Regions from separate parts of the Mus musculus genome. Here region 2 is linked to region 1. A link is a contact called in public Hi-C data. All regions are on one chromosome and are shown on one strand. The core of a region is the stretch at or near the end of the contact, and the rest is flanking DNA. Distances in the headings are between cores, read along the strand shown. Region 1 overlaps Abca1 (ATP-binding cassette, sub-family A (ABC1), member 1). Region 2 overlaps Gm52737 (a long non-coding RNA gene).

What was found. Hi-C and Micro-C count contacts between places; a contact is called where the count stands out from the background.
Region 2: a contact with region 1 is called in a Hi-C map of liver, with 2.0 times the contacts expected there. The contact joins two enhancer-like sites. A contact is called at or near these places in 4 of 484 Hi-C or Micro-C datasets (bone marrow-derived macrophages, embryonic fibroblasts, liver and 1 more) and 5 of 115 datasets of contacts at active chromatin or transcription factors (SST interneurons, Th17 cells, double positive thymocytes and 2 more).

The regions. Positions count from the first base shown.
Region 1 is chr4:53,136,510-53,143,525 of GRCm38.p6, forward strand. All of the region lies in intron 2 of Abca1 (ATP-binding cassette, sub-family A (ABC1), member 1), which reads right to left. Among named protein-coding and RNA genes, the nearest start is that of Abca1, 20 kb to the right of the region's middle. Within about 2 kb of position 3,227, at least 5 of the 459 cell types and tissues checked have an H3K27ac peak or open chromatin away from gene starts, as enhancers often do. A contact at or near this core is called in hepatocytes and liver, where this site is marked.
Region 2 is chr4:53,312,780-53,319,795 of GRCm38.p6, forward strand. Gm52737 (a long non-coding RNA gene) reads right to left here. Exons shown (of 3, transcript XR_003955410.1): 2 at 5,872-6,536. Among named protein-coding and RNA genes, the nearest start is that of Gm52737, 11 kb to the right of the region's middle. Within about 2 kb of position 2,577, at least 50 of the 459 cell types and tissues checked have an H3K27ac peak or open chromatin away from gene starts, as enhancers often do. A contact at or near this core is called in hepatocytes and liver, where this site is marked.

The sequences.
Region 1 (7,016 bases), core at 1,977-4,476:
CAGCTAGACAACATTGGCCCTGGCAGATAGCTAGTTGTTCGGGATTCTACTACAAACTATGTTGGGTTTAGCAGCAACACCCCTGCCCTCTACCTCTAAGTCCCAGGATGGGGAAGGGGCCGTGCCCTCAGTTGTGAGCTGCCGCTGTAAATTTCTAAGGAACAAATGCTGCTTCCTGTAAACGATGCAGCATAAAACCAAGCTCAGCAGCTCTGCCGTCACCAGGGTTGAGAGTCTTAAGCACCAAACCATTTTTGCGTTTTCATTCAGGGTGGTGCTGAGCCGCACACACTCCCCATGTCCCCATGGATAGTCACATTTAACTTTTGCTCCTGGTTGCAGAAGCTAATACACCATACCCCAGTCACTGCACGAGTGCACTTCGCTTCCTTGCCTATAGACAGCAGCGGTGATCTTACCTTCAAGATTTATCCTTATTATTTCAAGGTTGGCGTGGTTCAAGGGCTGTGTTTAAAGAACACTGAAAGATCAATGGAATAAAATTTGGCCCCGGGAAAAGATCTTCTGAATAACAGTAGTCAAAAAAAAAAAAAAAAAAAAAAAAAAAAAAAAAAAAAAAAAAAAAAAAAAAAACCAAAAAACAAAAAACAACAACAACAAAAAAACCAAAGCAAGCAAAAAATATTGAAGGTTTGAAAGACAAAATGATTGCTTCTTACACTGAGCTAGAGATGCTGGAGTTTGATCAAGCAGAGACAAATAATCAGAGAGAACAGACACCAAGGAAAAGGGGAGGGAAACATGCTTTCTGTCTGCAGCATGGTCGCTAATCTAAGAAACACAGTAGAACCAGTTCCCCAGACATCAGACTGCTCTGATGAACACTGTTCACCAAAGGAAGACTTGTGTGCTCCGGTAATACCAGGTAACTAACTCTATGGTTACTACCCACTGTTAACTTGACTGAATTAAGGAAAATGGAGGAGCTGGGTGGTAGTAGCATATACCAGCACTTGGGAGGCAGGGGCAGGTGAATCTCTACGAGTTTAAAACCTTATCTTGAAACCCCCACCAAAAAAGGAGGAGATTAACAAGGCACACTTTTAAGTGTATCTGAGAGGATATTTCTAAAAGTTTTAACTGAGCAAGGAAGAGATCAACTCTAAACGTGGGCATCATCACCCCCAGGGACTGGGATTCCAAACTGAAAAAAAAAGGGGGAAAGACATTCATCCCCTGCAGCTCCCTGGTGCAGATATTATGTGACCAGCCATCTCGAGCTCCCACTCTGATACTGTCCTCACTGTGCCAGGCTGTCCCTTCAAACTTCGAGTCAAAATAAGCCACTCCTTCTGTAAGCAGCTTCTTGTCAGGTGTTTGAGGAATTACTCAGCAATGAGAAAAGTTATACAGCAACCAACACTTGTCAAATCCCCCAATGGAAGACTCCAAAATATTTCCCTATATGGACAAAGTTTTATAAATGTCCCAAAAATAAGTAGGAAAGGAATTACTGTCTTACAAAGTGTACAGACACGGAGTGGTGTGATATGAAGATACAGATTCGACTTGACCTGTCCCCAATGACACAGGCTTCATCATGTGTGCAAAACCCAAAGTGAAATCTTAAAACTAAATCAGTCCAAAGCCGGAGGGAAGGACAACTTATAAACCAGGCCTATCTCCCAGTACCCTACAGCCCGATGCAAAACCATTCAGAACCCTCAGAATGACTGTGAAAACTGGTACTATCTTTTGAAAGGACATCTGGTCACACACTTCAAGGGTCATGTCACTTTGACCCAGTATACCTGCTCCTGAGCTCCTGGGCTAAGGAGCCAACACAACAAAGTAAGAAATGGCTGTATGCATAAAACCCTCAGAAGATTTCATTCGAAACAGCAAACACTAGGTGCAAACTAAGTGTTGCCAATAGGGTTTGAGCTTACAGACCTGCACTGTCAGCCTCACATACAGCTCTCTAGGATGCTACTGACATCACTCCACAATAGACTGACAACCAGAAGACCCCACATCTCTCTTACTAACTTACCAATAATGTGTTCTTCGTTGACGAAACAGATTGCACAGAATTACTGTGAAAATGAAATGGTAGATATAAAAGTACCTTTGAAGTACTCAAGTGCAGCCTCACATCGGAACTCCTCACTAGAAAGATTATTCACAAATATGAGAACATTCAAGGCAAGCAATGCTAAGGAGCGCAGTGCATTAGGTGGGGTGAGTGTATGTACAGAATGACAAACGCTTCCTGGCTTCCTGGCGTTCCCACCACTCCACTATCAAGACCCAGAGGATGAGCGGTTTTAGCCATGCTGTGCCTACCCAAAGGGCTCCTTTCAGATATAAAATTAAACTCAACTGTCCTTAACTGGATGGTCTATCCTTCCAACTCATCTTCAGCCACACTCTTCATTCAGTGAGCCAACACACCTGGCTTCTTTCTGTTCTCTCAGCCCAAAATACAGTGCCTCTGAGGTCTGTGCCCCTGATCTTAGCATGCTAACACCACTGCTACCATTCTGGGGTTCTGGGCTTGAATGCCATGAATACCTACTAAAGCCTGACTATCACGGTTCACCAGTTTACTCCTCACACTCTGGATGTTGTAATGGTATGTTTACTTGTGTGCTGATAACATGTTATATCGTCTTCCCTCAATAAACTCTATGCTCCACTGAGGACAGTCTGCTTTATCACTACACACCCAGCACAGTCTCCCACAAGGAATGAATGCGCAGCAGACATTTATCTCAGTGAAACAGCAAACAGGGTCTTGTTCTAGCTTTCTTCATCTCTAGAAGTGGAAATCAAAGCTCTAGAAAACACTGAGGCTCAGGGCTGACCAGTCTGGAATGAGAACCATGACCAAGGTTACTGAGCTAGGACTAAGGACAGGAAGGCACGTCCCTGGAATTGGGAACAGGAAAGGGAAGTGGAGTTCCCACACACTGTGACCATCTCTAACCACTTGGAAAGCAGGAGTCCTAACTGTTTTCGCGTTCATTCCAGACTGTCCCAACAGTAGTCCTTTAAGTTACTTAAGAGTTAGAATTTGCTGTTTCCTTTAAAGGCAAAGACAAAAGAGTCCATTTGGCCACCTCACGTTGTCACTTCTGTTTCATGGAGACCTTGGCCTCTGGATCCAGGCCAAAGCCAGAGGAAGACCTGATATCCTGAAGTCCACCCCCTTTCCTGTCCCAAATGCTGTTTGCATAGGATAACTGCTGCCCACACACTAGTTGACTGGTACTTTGGACCCAAACTGAGCTTTGGACCCTTTTGCAACTCAATTCAATGTATTCTTTGCCCAAGAGATACACTGGAAAACTCACTCTGATTGATGTACCCCATGAGTCTGCACAATGAGAGGACAGCGAGGGTCCATAAGAGTCCTCTACAGACAAGGGCACAAGAGCAGTGCTGCCTGTGGCTGGCGTTCCTCAGCTCCGGGCTTCTGCATATTCTTTCTAATTCCCCTAGCTGCTCCAAGACCTTCAAATAACAGACCAGCAACACATTCACCACTCATCAGGCAAATTCTTGTTACACATGTTGTAAGTACCAGGTTCTGTCCTAGGTTCTGGGCCATGGGTACAGATGCTCTCAGGACCAAGGGATCATGCAGTGAATGTCCAAAATCTGTGGCTATCAAGGGGCTTCAATCTCTTCCCCCTTCATAATGGGCTTACTCTGTGAGCTAAGAAAGTGCCAAAGGCTCACACAGGTTCTCATCCCTTAAAAAAAAAACACACACACACACACAACTAGATGATTAGACAGGAGTGACACCTTCTCAGCAGTAGCTGAGGATAAAGCCAAGTCAACTTTTAAAGGCCTGGCCTGTAAGGATGTCAGGAGATAGGTTCTGACGTTACTTCGGGATTGAGCCTGTGTCCATCAGAGAGCCTCAGCTCCAACAACTGTACAAGAGGCAGGCCAGATCTTGGCAGCACCTGCTCTGCTCATAAAGTATCTGTGACTGGAAATCAACTGCGTTTCTTTCTGATTTCTCAAAATGGATTTACTTTAGCAATCAGGAAGGGAGATGACTCAGACAAGCTGGTAAGCAGTGATGTATCCTACAAAGGCCACCTGTGTCCAAGGTCTGTGTCCCTACTTTCCACTTCAACAGGAACTCCTCAGTAAGCTGTGTTCGACTAAATCTGCCTATCTTTCCAATCCTAGTAATTTTAAACTCGTAAGCATAATGAAAATACAGCACTGAGCAAGAAGCAGCAAGATCAAATCCAATGAAGACCTGCTCAGAGGAGATAACCCTAGCCCTCATTTTGTGTTCCTGGACAGTCTGCTCCTGCCTCCTTCTTGTCTGCGCACAAGAATCCATACCCGAGCACCTCCTCCTCCGCTCAAGCTTGGTGCTACCATGTGGCTACAAAAGATTGGGAAAGGGAACCAACATTGAGAACCGGAGTGAGGAGGGCTCAAGCCTCTGGCCCCATATCAGCTTCTTCTTGACTGATCTAGAGAGTCTCATCGACTCCTTGTGCCTCAGTTTCCCCATCTGTAAAATCTGGTATTTGGAGCAGGCTCTCTTGAGACCCACTTTTCATTGCTAAAGTGATGTTTCTTTCTGTGACTCATGAACGCGCCCATCAAAGCAGAGACAATTTCCCACCAGGCAGGACACTGACATAAAGAGGAAAATGTAACAGACTTAGGACCATCAGGACCTAGGAATGACTCTGAGGTACAGGAGGTAGGTAAGAGAAAAGTCAGAAATGTCAAAATTTGTTGATTTTTTAAAAATTATACCATTAAAAGTGATGTAAGTCTGGGTATGGTGGTATACACCTGTAATCCCACATGGCACTAGGAAGGGGAAGTCAGAAGGATCAGGAGTTCAAAGGCAGCCTTAGTTATATGGTGAGTTCCAGGATATCTGAAACTTGGTTGTACTGCCTAGTTTTGTGTCAACTTGACACAGCTGGAGTTATCACAGAGAAAGGAGCTTCAGTTGAGGAAATGCCTCCATGAGATCCAACTGTAAGGCATTTTCTCAATTAGTGATCAAGGGGGAAAGGCCCCTTGTGGGCAGGACCATCTCTGGGCTGGTAATCTTGGGGTCTATAAGAGAGTAGGCTGAGCAAGCCAGGGGAAGCAAGCCAGTAAGGAATATCCCTCCATGGCCTCTGCATCAGCTCCTGCTTCCTGACCTACTTGAGTTCCAGTCCTGACTTCCTTGGTGATGAACAGCAATATGGAAGTGTAAGCTGAATAAACCCTTTCCTCCCCAACTTGCTTCTTGGTCATGATGTTTGTGCAGGAATAGAAACCCTGACTAAGTCACTGGTCTTGAAAAGACCAATAACTAAATGGCAGTCTAACACAGCAGCTATTCGTTTAACAGAGTCTAACATGTAACTGTTGGCGTCAGACTATCAGCAACCAAACGCTAGCAATGCAGACCTCTGGGAAACTCCTGAACCTCTCTGTACATCAAATCTGTTATCTGTACCATAAAGAGAACTACCTCATGGGGTTTAAGAACAGCTGGTACAATAACCCACTTTGTTGGCTGTTTGGTTCACTGGTAGAGCTCTGGTCTAGCATGTGCAAGGCCCTGTAGTTTATCTACAGCAATTATAAAACAAATATATAAATAACACATTATGTGCCTAGCTCATAGAAGCACATTCTAATTATCCTCTTTTATTATAAATAACAATGTGCATTATATTTTGTCATTATTACTAATGACAATGGACACATAGATTCTAGTCATTGCTCTCTCACTAGTGACCTTGAATTCAAGTTCCTCATTTGTAACATTAAAAGTTAATCAAAAACTCTTGAAAAACTGGAATCAATCTCTCTCTCTCTCTCTCTCTCTCTCTCACTCTCTCTGTCCCTCCCTCCCTCTTTCCCTGCCCTGTCTCATGTGTGTGTGTGTGTGTGTGTGTGTGTGTGTGTGTTTGTGTGTGTATGTGTGTGTGTGTATTCACATGAACATTCAAAGGATTATACCTGGGTTCTCCATGAAGATTTTAAACTTTCTGTGTTTCCATTTCAATGATCATCTGAACAAATTCTGGCACACCTATGTGAATTTACTTACATTAGCATAACTTGTGCCACAAGCCATCAACGGTCAGGTTTATTAGTGTATGCAAAGTATGACCATGCCAGCCTATTGATGGGATTAGACAAAAGGAAACCCAAATGGTATCAAAAGATGCTGCCCAAGTAGAAACATGGGTGAAGAACTAAATCATCAGCACAGAGTAATATAGACTGGCCAAACTCAAAATGGCCACCGTTGTATCATCTACCACCATATTTCACGTGGCAACTGAAATATTGTATTTCAGCTAAACAAAGTCAGTTTTCTCACTACAACTAAGGTAATAATATGAATTGCGATGTCTTTCTTCAGTTTCATTTGCCTTGATTTATAAATCTGTATGGGGCCTATGGTTTTATCATCAGGGTTTAAATCTACTTTTACTTACATAGTTAAGTCATTTTATAATAAAAACATCGGTGAACAAAAGAGTACCTCGGGATGTTTGTTCTCGCATAGAAGATCTCCAAGTACTAGTCTACTTTGAGAAACAGTTAAACTCCCTTCAGGGTTCACTAAAGGTCTTTGACTTTCAAAGACCTTTGATTATAGACAGGTTGAACTTCATTAAGATAGCCAAATGGAGATGCAGGTTGGTGGTCCAACAAAAAGTGCAGGACAGGAACCAAGTTTAGAAGTGAGCTTCAGAGACACGTAGCTAAACTGAGAGGGCAGGATGAGAAGATTCACAGTGGTCACAGATAAAGGCGCCACATGGAAGGCTGGCCTAAGCCTCAGGGAGCTCACCTTGCCCTACAGCCTTCACAGTCTTCCAAAGGAAAACAACATTCACCTACCAAGTAATGGTGGGGCCTACTGGATTATTCAAAGAAAGACTGGCCCACATGGGAAGTGGGCGGCTTAGAGACCTCCTCAGACATGGCAAGTCTCATTACTATAAGAGTCCAGGCTGCTGTCAAAGCTGAGGAAGGCTGAGTGCTGAGATCTC
Region 2 (7,016 bases), core at 1,327-3,826, 180 kb after region 1:
GTCCAATCAAGTGGCAACTTGTTTAGAGAGATGTAAGCATCCCGGCTGCTCTCCCAGAGTGAGGCCAGCAGTCAGGCAGATGGGAGGTTTTGTGTAGACAACTGTCTATGAACATCAATGGACTGGTTTACAGATCCAGAACAGTGACGCAGGGAGGAGACTAGCACGTGTCACACGGGGTCAGGTCCCAGGATGAATTAGGATCAGTGTCTAGTCCTAAAAGAAGACTATGTCTTTGGACAGGAAGCCCAGTGAAGACACCCAGATCAGTATGTTAGGTCAATAGTGAGGGATGATGTCACTTTGAGAAACAAATATCAGAGCATGTTGCTAGATCATAGAATCCACAATCTGAACAGATGACTGGCTCCGAGTCCCAGCAGTGGCCCTGAGATAGTAAATCTACTTCCAGCCTGAATTTGTTTGAAGTTAGAAACCTTGCTGAATTGGGGCAACTGTATCAGTGAGCCTAAAACTGAGTATCAAAAGGAGGTGGAAACTGAGTCAGGACAATAAATTTGAGTTATTCCATGTTGAGTTTCCCATGATCATGCCATACTCATGAGAAAGAAGTGGCTACCACAGACTTGTCCACATGGAAATCTAAGAAACAGCTTGTCATTCGATGAATACTTCCTGGGCATCTACTATATCCATAGTTCCACTCTGGGGCACTAAAAGATGCAAAGAGCTGGAGCGATGGCTCAGTAAGTAAAAGCACTTGCTGTACAAGCATGAAGATCAGAGTTCAAACCCCAGCACCCACATAAAAGCCGGAAGGCATGGTCACACATGCACCCGGAACCCTTGTGTTGCAGGGGACAGAGACAGGAGAACTGCCGGGCTTGCTGGCTGCCAGCCTAGCTCCAGGTTCTACTTAGAGAACCCTTTTCAAGGGATTAAGGTAGAGAGTGATAGAGCAGGACACATGTCTGCACACAACACAATAGATGTACAGACATAAAAAAAACTATAGCTCAGTAGCCTATACTAGAGCAAGCAGAATACAAGATACCCAAAATTCACCAAGCAAAAAGTCCTAGTCAAATGCCGGAGAGGGCAAGAAAAATGAAGAACAGAAAAGGTTCATAGGGCTCTTAGGAAGACTGACTCTTTACCTGGACAGCCCAACTTTACCACCTCTTGTAGTGGCAGCTACCTCCAACTCCAGGCATGCAAGCATGTTATTCACATTTCCAGCAACAGTCTTGGGTGCTGTGGTCTTATAAGGAGAGGGCCCAACATTCCATATGCCCCAGGACAGCAAAGCTCTGGTTCTAAGTAAGTAACCATAACCCTATCTCCCAACCTGTTGAGCTTCAACTTTACTCCCCATAAAATAAAGACAAAGATTCCACACACCCCAACGGGCTCTTTTAAGGATTAAGCGAAGCAATGTGAACAGATTTCGTAAACGTCGGAGAGCTGAACAAAGTATTTGTTGTCGTAATGGTGTCCCAACTTGAGGTTAAACCAGGGTTCAGCTCTGCCTGGGTTATGTTTGATGAGGTGGTATGTGGCTTCTGGGAGTCATTTCCAGGGAGGATGGAGAAATGGTTTGCTCACATGATGCGGAAAGAGGAAAGTCCCAGAAGCAGCAAGAAGGAGGTCTCAGATGTCTGTTCCCAGACCATTTGCACAGTTATGCGGAGCTAAGGAATTGCTTTTAGAAAAGAGTCTCTCCAGTGCTGCTTGCCCAGAGTCACACTAGCAGGCAGACGGAGGAATGAGGGATAATGTCTCGGCACAATATAAACTCCAAACCAGAGGAACTGGAGAAAGAGTTCCTCCTGGGGAAAAGGATTATATGTTCTCTACATATGTCCGCATATGTAGCAGAGGATGGCCTTGTTGGTCATCAATGGGAGGAGAGGCCCTTGGTCCTGTGAAGGCTCTATGCCCCACTGTAGGGGAATGCCAGGGCCAGGAAGTGGGAGTGGGTGGGTTGGTGAGCAGGGGGATAAAGGGGGTAGGGGGCTTTGGGAGGGGAAACCAGGAAATGGAATAACATTTGATCTGCAATGTTCAGGTATCGTGTAAGATATATTCTGCCTTTCACCCTCCAGCTATGGGGGTGACATCACCCATGTGGAGGAAGGGAGAGATGATCAAGGCAATGTCTGTGTGTGATTGGGGAACACTCTCCTAGGGATGAATTCATGATTGGTCATCTCCTTGAAGGTGACCCGGACAGCGACACCCTGAAGTGGGTAGACCCTGGAGAAGCTCGAGTCACGTTGATGTTACAGTGAACGAGTGGTAGATGCCGTGTGAGTTCAGACACCATTACCTGCACATTACTATTACAATAGATGAGTGCAGACCCCGTGTGATTCAAACACCATTAGCTGCTCTCTTCCAATCACATCAACTGTTCTGTGTTTTAGGAGTCTGAGGAAGCAGATGTGTTATCAGCAAGGCTAGAAGCCCCTGCTTTTTACCAAGATCATTCAAAAGTGAACCAAGGCTCTGGAAAGCACCTGGCATTGGAATTTGCTGCCAATCAGTTCAGCTCTGATTAGCTGCAGTGGCCAGGAAACACCTCCTCTCTTGGAACTCAACTCGGTGTTTTCCAAGCCTGGGAGTGAAGGGAAGGCCAAGAGGAAGGGTGTAGAAAATTGTGACATACAAGTTACACTGTACAGTGAGAAAATAGGGGTGAGCGAAGACTATACAACAGGAACGAGTAAATCGCTCCATTAATTAAAAATGTGGGTGGGAGTGTGCCAGAGAGCAAAGCACCCCACCCCCCTCCTGTGGAGCTATGACAGAAGGCCTGGCATAAAGGAGAGGCTGGGGACTTTGGACTCTCTCTTTTCCTGCAGCCCACTCCCTTTAAGCCTGGAATTCTGTCTGGCCCGAGCATCTTGAGAAGAGCATCAGACATGCCCCTCATGAGATCCACCACCAGACTCCTACATTCACACAAGGAACAAGAGTAAACAGTTGGTGGAGGCCTGCCAACACAGCTCTCTGGCGCTATAGTACTTCCTGAGGCCGAAGGCTGGCTCTTGCCAGACAAGGTGGAGCCCAGTAAACAACAGGGGTCTCCTTAGCAATTTGGAAAGTCTGCATACAAGCTAGCTCACAGGCTATTCTGAATCATCCTGCAGTGTCCTGAGCCCCAGTGGATGCCCAAGCCCAGCCCTGTCCAGCAAATCCTGTCTCCAGCTGAGTCTGAGGCCCACTCGTCCCACTCGTTTCCAAGAAAAGAGAAGTGGCCCATGATAGGTTGGATAGGAGGGCAGTGGACTCATGGATCCCAAAACGGGTAGCGAGTGGGCCGCTGGTGGGGGAGGGGACATGAGTGTGTGGGGACTGGCTTTTCTTAAAATGGAGTTGTCCTTGCACGGCTTCAAGGAGTAAGTAGCTCCCCAAGTGGGAAAGGAAGAAGAGAGGAACACCTGACTTTTGTCAGAGCTTGGAGTATCCAAAGCAGGGTATTGAGGGCACTTCATGGAGGGAGAACAACAGAAAGTCCAAAGTCTCAGAAGTGTGGAAGTGTTTGATCTGTTTCAAAGGCGAGTTCTGTATAAATAATGTGCTGTGCTCGGTGGGAGTTGTCAAACAGCAAGTCCTGGAAGGGAAATAAGAACTGAAAGGGCCTCAAAAATGTTATATATATATGTTTACGCAGAGTCGGTTTGTTATTATTGGCTGTGGTGGTGAAGAGCCTGCGGAGTTTCAGTTTTATTCTTTTCATGTTATATTTTCTCCCCACCCCCCAAACAGAAAGGAAAGAGGGCTGTGGGTGGGTCTAAACACAGCTTAGGAAGAGCACCCTTGAGGACCTGGGGAGGAGGCTCTCTGGGCAAGGTGCTTGCCACACAAGCATGAGTACGGATTCCCTGCAACCACAACCATATAACAAGTGAGGCAGAGCAGCGCACATCTATGCACTCAGAGCATGGTGGGGGCAGGAGACTACTCAATGCTAAGGGGTTTCAGGTTAGCCAGTCTAACCAGTCAATGAGTTCACTGAGAGACCCTGTCTTAAAAATAAAGAAAAACAAATGAATGAATAAATGAGGTGCTCAGGAATAGGGAAAGAGATTCAAAGGGCGAAGACACAACCTTTGATCAAAGGGCAAAGACACAGCCTTTGATCTTGACATGTACACCCATGGGCAGGCACATCTGCATACACACACGTCTAAACACACACGCGCACGCACGCGCACACACACACACACACACACACTCAGGCTCGCACGCAGGCGTATGCATGTGATTCTGTGCAAGCATTGTGACCCACTCTGCAGAGGTATGAGGTAACCAGATGTTAGTCATCATGTGCTTAGTTAGGTAGGAGACTCTAGGCGACTCACGTGCTTCAGGTTTCCCACGCCACCACCTACAGATGTGGGTCAAGCTTGTGGGATTAGCACTCTCAGGGCATGAGATGGGAAGCTGCCAATATCAAGCAAAGAGGCACTGCAGTCAATGTGAGCACATTTCTCTGTCCACTCGGAGCCTCCAAAATTTGACAGTGGGCACTAAACAGCCTGGCTGTGCCCCAAGCACTAACACAAGAGGGGAAAGGACAGGTGGTGAAGTGCTCACAAAGGCTGGGGTGGCAGGGACTGGGTGTGTTTGCTCCCACAATGAATGAGTTTTTATTACTAGAAAATTAAATCCTACTGAGCAAATGCCAGGAAAATGATTAGGGGCTCAGTTTAGATGGAGAGGCCTGGCTGGGCACTACTGAACAGGGAGCTAACCATCGTGGGCCCCACTCTCTGTGCATATCACGTTTAGGGTGACTGCCCAAAGCCCACGCCAGGCCCCTCAATGCCAGTTTTGCAGAATTCCAGTTAAGCTCTGGTCTTTTGTTTCAGCTAAAAGGATTGTCTGTGTAGACGGAGGGATGAAAGGTTCCTGCTTGCACAATAGCCAATGCCTTGGAGGGCGATGGAGGAACACAGCCTGTGAGGTGCCAGGCACTACAGAAACGCTGTTTTCTTCTGCTTCTCAGGCTCCCAGGCCTGACCCAGGAAAGGCCTGCCATGGTGGAGGGGCACGGGCTGTGGGACAGGCTGGTTTGGGATTTGGACAGGCCTGAGTTGAAGCTCATGTTCTGTAGCCCAGGAAATTGTGACAAGAGTTTAACGTCACTGAGTCCTAACATCATCAACAATTAAGGGGAGACGATAAAGCATAAGGTTATTATGGGAACGAAAGGACACCAGACACACACACACACACACACACACACACAGATGCACACGCACACAAGAGAGAGAGACAGAGAGACACAAAGAAACACACAGAGAGAGGCAGAGAGAGACAGAGAGACAGAGAAACATACTTCATAGATGATATTCTTTTCCTCTTTTTTCTCCAATACCTTCTAAACACAGCAATTGTATTGCTGAGAGACAAGCATAAGATTAAAGGCTGGAAGATTAATCGTTTAGTCCTGATCCAACTAGTAATATGCTGTGTGATTTGGGGCAAGTCACTCAGCGTCTCTGGACTTTGCTTCCCAGCACTAGAAAATGGGAGTGGTGAGTTGAATCATGCCTAAAGGCACTGTCCAGCTCTTAGTGTTGACATCCACTGAGCAGCTACTCTGAAGCGGTTTGCATGTGCCGGCCAGATTGCTCAGCAATGCTCGGGTGTCACCTGATCCAGAATTACCCTATTTTACTAGTGAGGAAAAAAGAAATGTAGAACGGCATGCCAGATTGCACAACTAATAAAAACATTTTTTTTTTTGAAAACTAATTGATGTGAAGCCCCAGGGCTTCTAGGTTATTTATCAAACAGGTAAAACTCAAACCTCTCTCCACAGGTTCTAAGCCTGTGGAGATCTAAACAGCTGCCGAGTTCAGGAACTCTATTGGGGTTTCAGGCCTGAGGAATACTTACCATTGTGCATCAGTGCAAAGTGGCCTCTGCAGGAGACAGAATCTCATTTCAGGGTGTTGCGAAGGGGATACCAAATGGCCATTCCTGAGGCTTTCAATCAGGGTGAGAAAGGGGGCTATGCTGGAGGCTCGGGAGTCAGGCAGACAGGCATGCACTGCCAAGCACAGATTTACCCAGAGAGGCAAGCTATGTGGATCGCACCACTATGGAGGAAGTGGAGGAGAATGGCTGTTAGCCCTGGGAACACAGGCCCACGTCTGGCTGGTGTTTATTGGGCTCTGGAAGCAATATCAACGAGTAGCACTCATTGACATGGAGCCAAGAGCTGCGCTACTTAGCAGTTGTTTAGCTGTATACCAGTTGTCTGCTTATAGCAAATCGCCCCAAAACTCAACAGGTCGAAATAACATAGGTGTACTATTTCACAGTGTGTGGCTTCTCTAGGCTTGTATAGTCATATCTTCAGCTCCACATGATGGTAGCTGAGCTCACTCACATGATTGCTGCATTTAGTTGAGAGTTCAGTTTGGGCTATGACATGAAGGGGACTTCATTCCAACATCTGGCAGTTGGTCTTGTCTCTCAGCTGGGACACATCAGTTTTCTGCCACGTGGCCTCCAGTCTCCATGTGGACAGCAGGACATCCTGACATGGAAGGCAGCTTCTAAGAGGGGAACATGGGAATCAGGCCAGCAACCAAAGATTCAACCATTTCTTTGCGCTACTGATGAACAGCTTGAAACTAAAATTTAGAGCGAAACAAGACAACTGACAGTTCTAAACCGTGAAAGGCTAAAGTTGAAGTTAAAAGGTCTAAAATGTTGGTGAAAGAAGTAAGCAAATGAGTATACCATGTTCAAATATTGGAAGAAAATATTAATAACATAACAATTCTCCCCAGACTGATCTGTAGACTTATGGACATCCCAATATTATCAAGAGAACAAGTCTCATAGATATTTACAAGCCTATTCTGAAAAAAAAAAAAGTACGAAAAATATCCAAACTAACTTTGAGTTGGTGCTGAAATGAATGCGTAAATGAACTCTGATAATCCACAGACACAATACTAAACAATAAAAAATGAGCCAGAGTCCGAAATGCATAATAACATGAGTGATTCTCAATGGCTCTCATTCTAAAT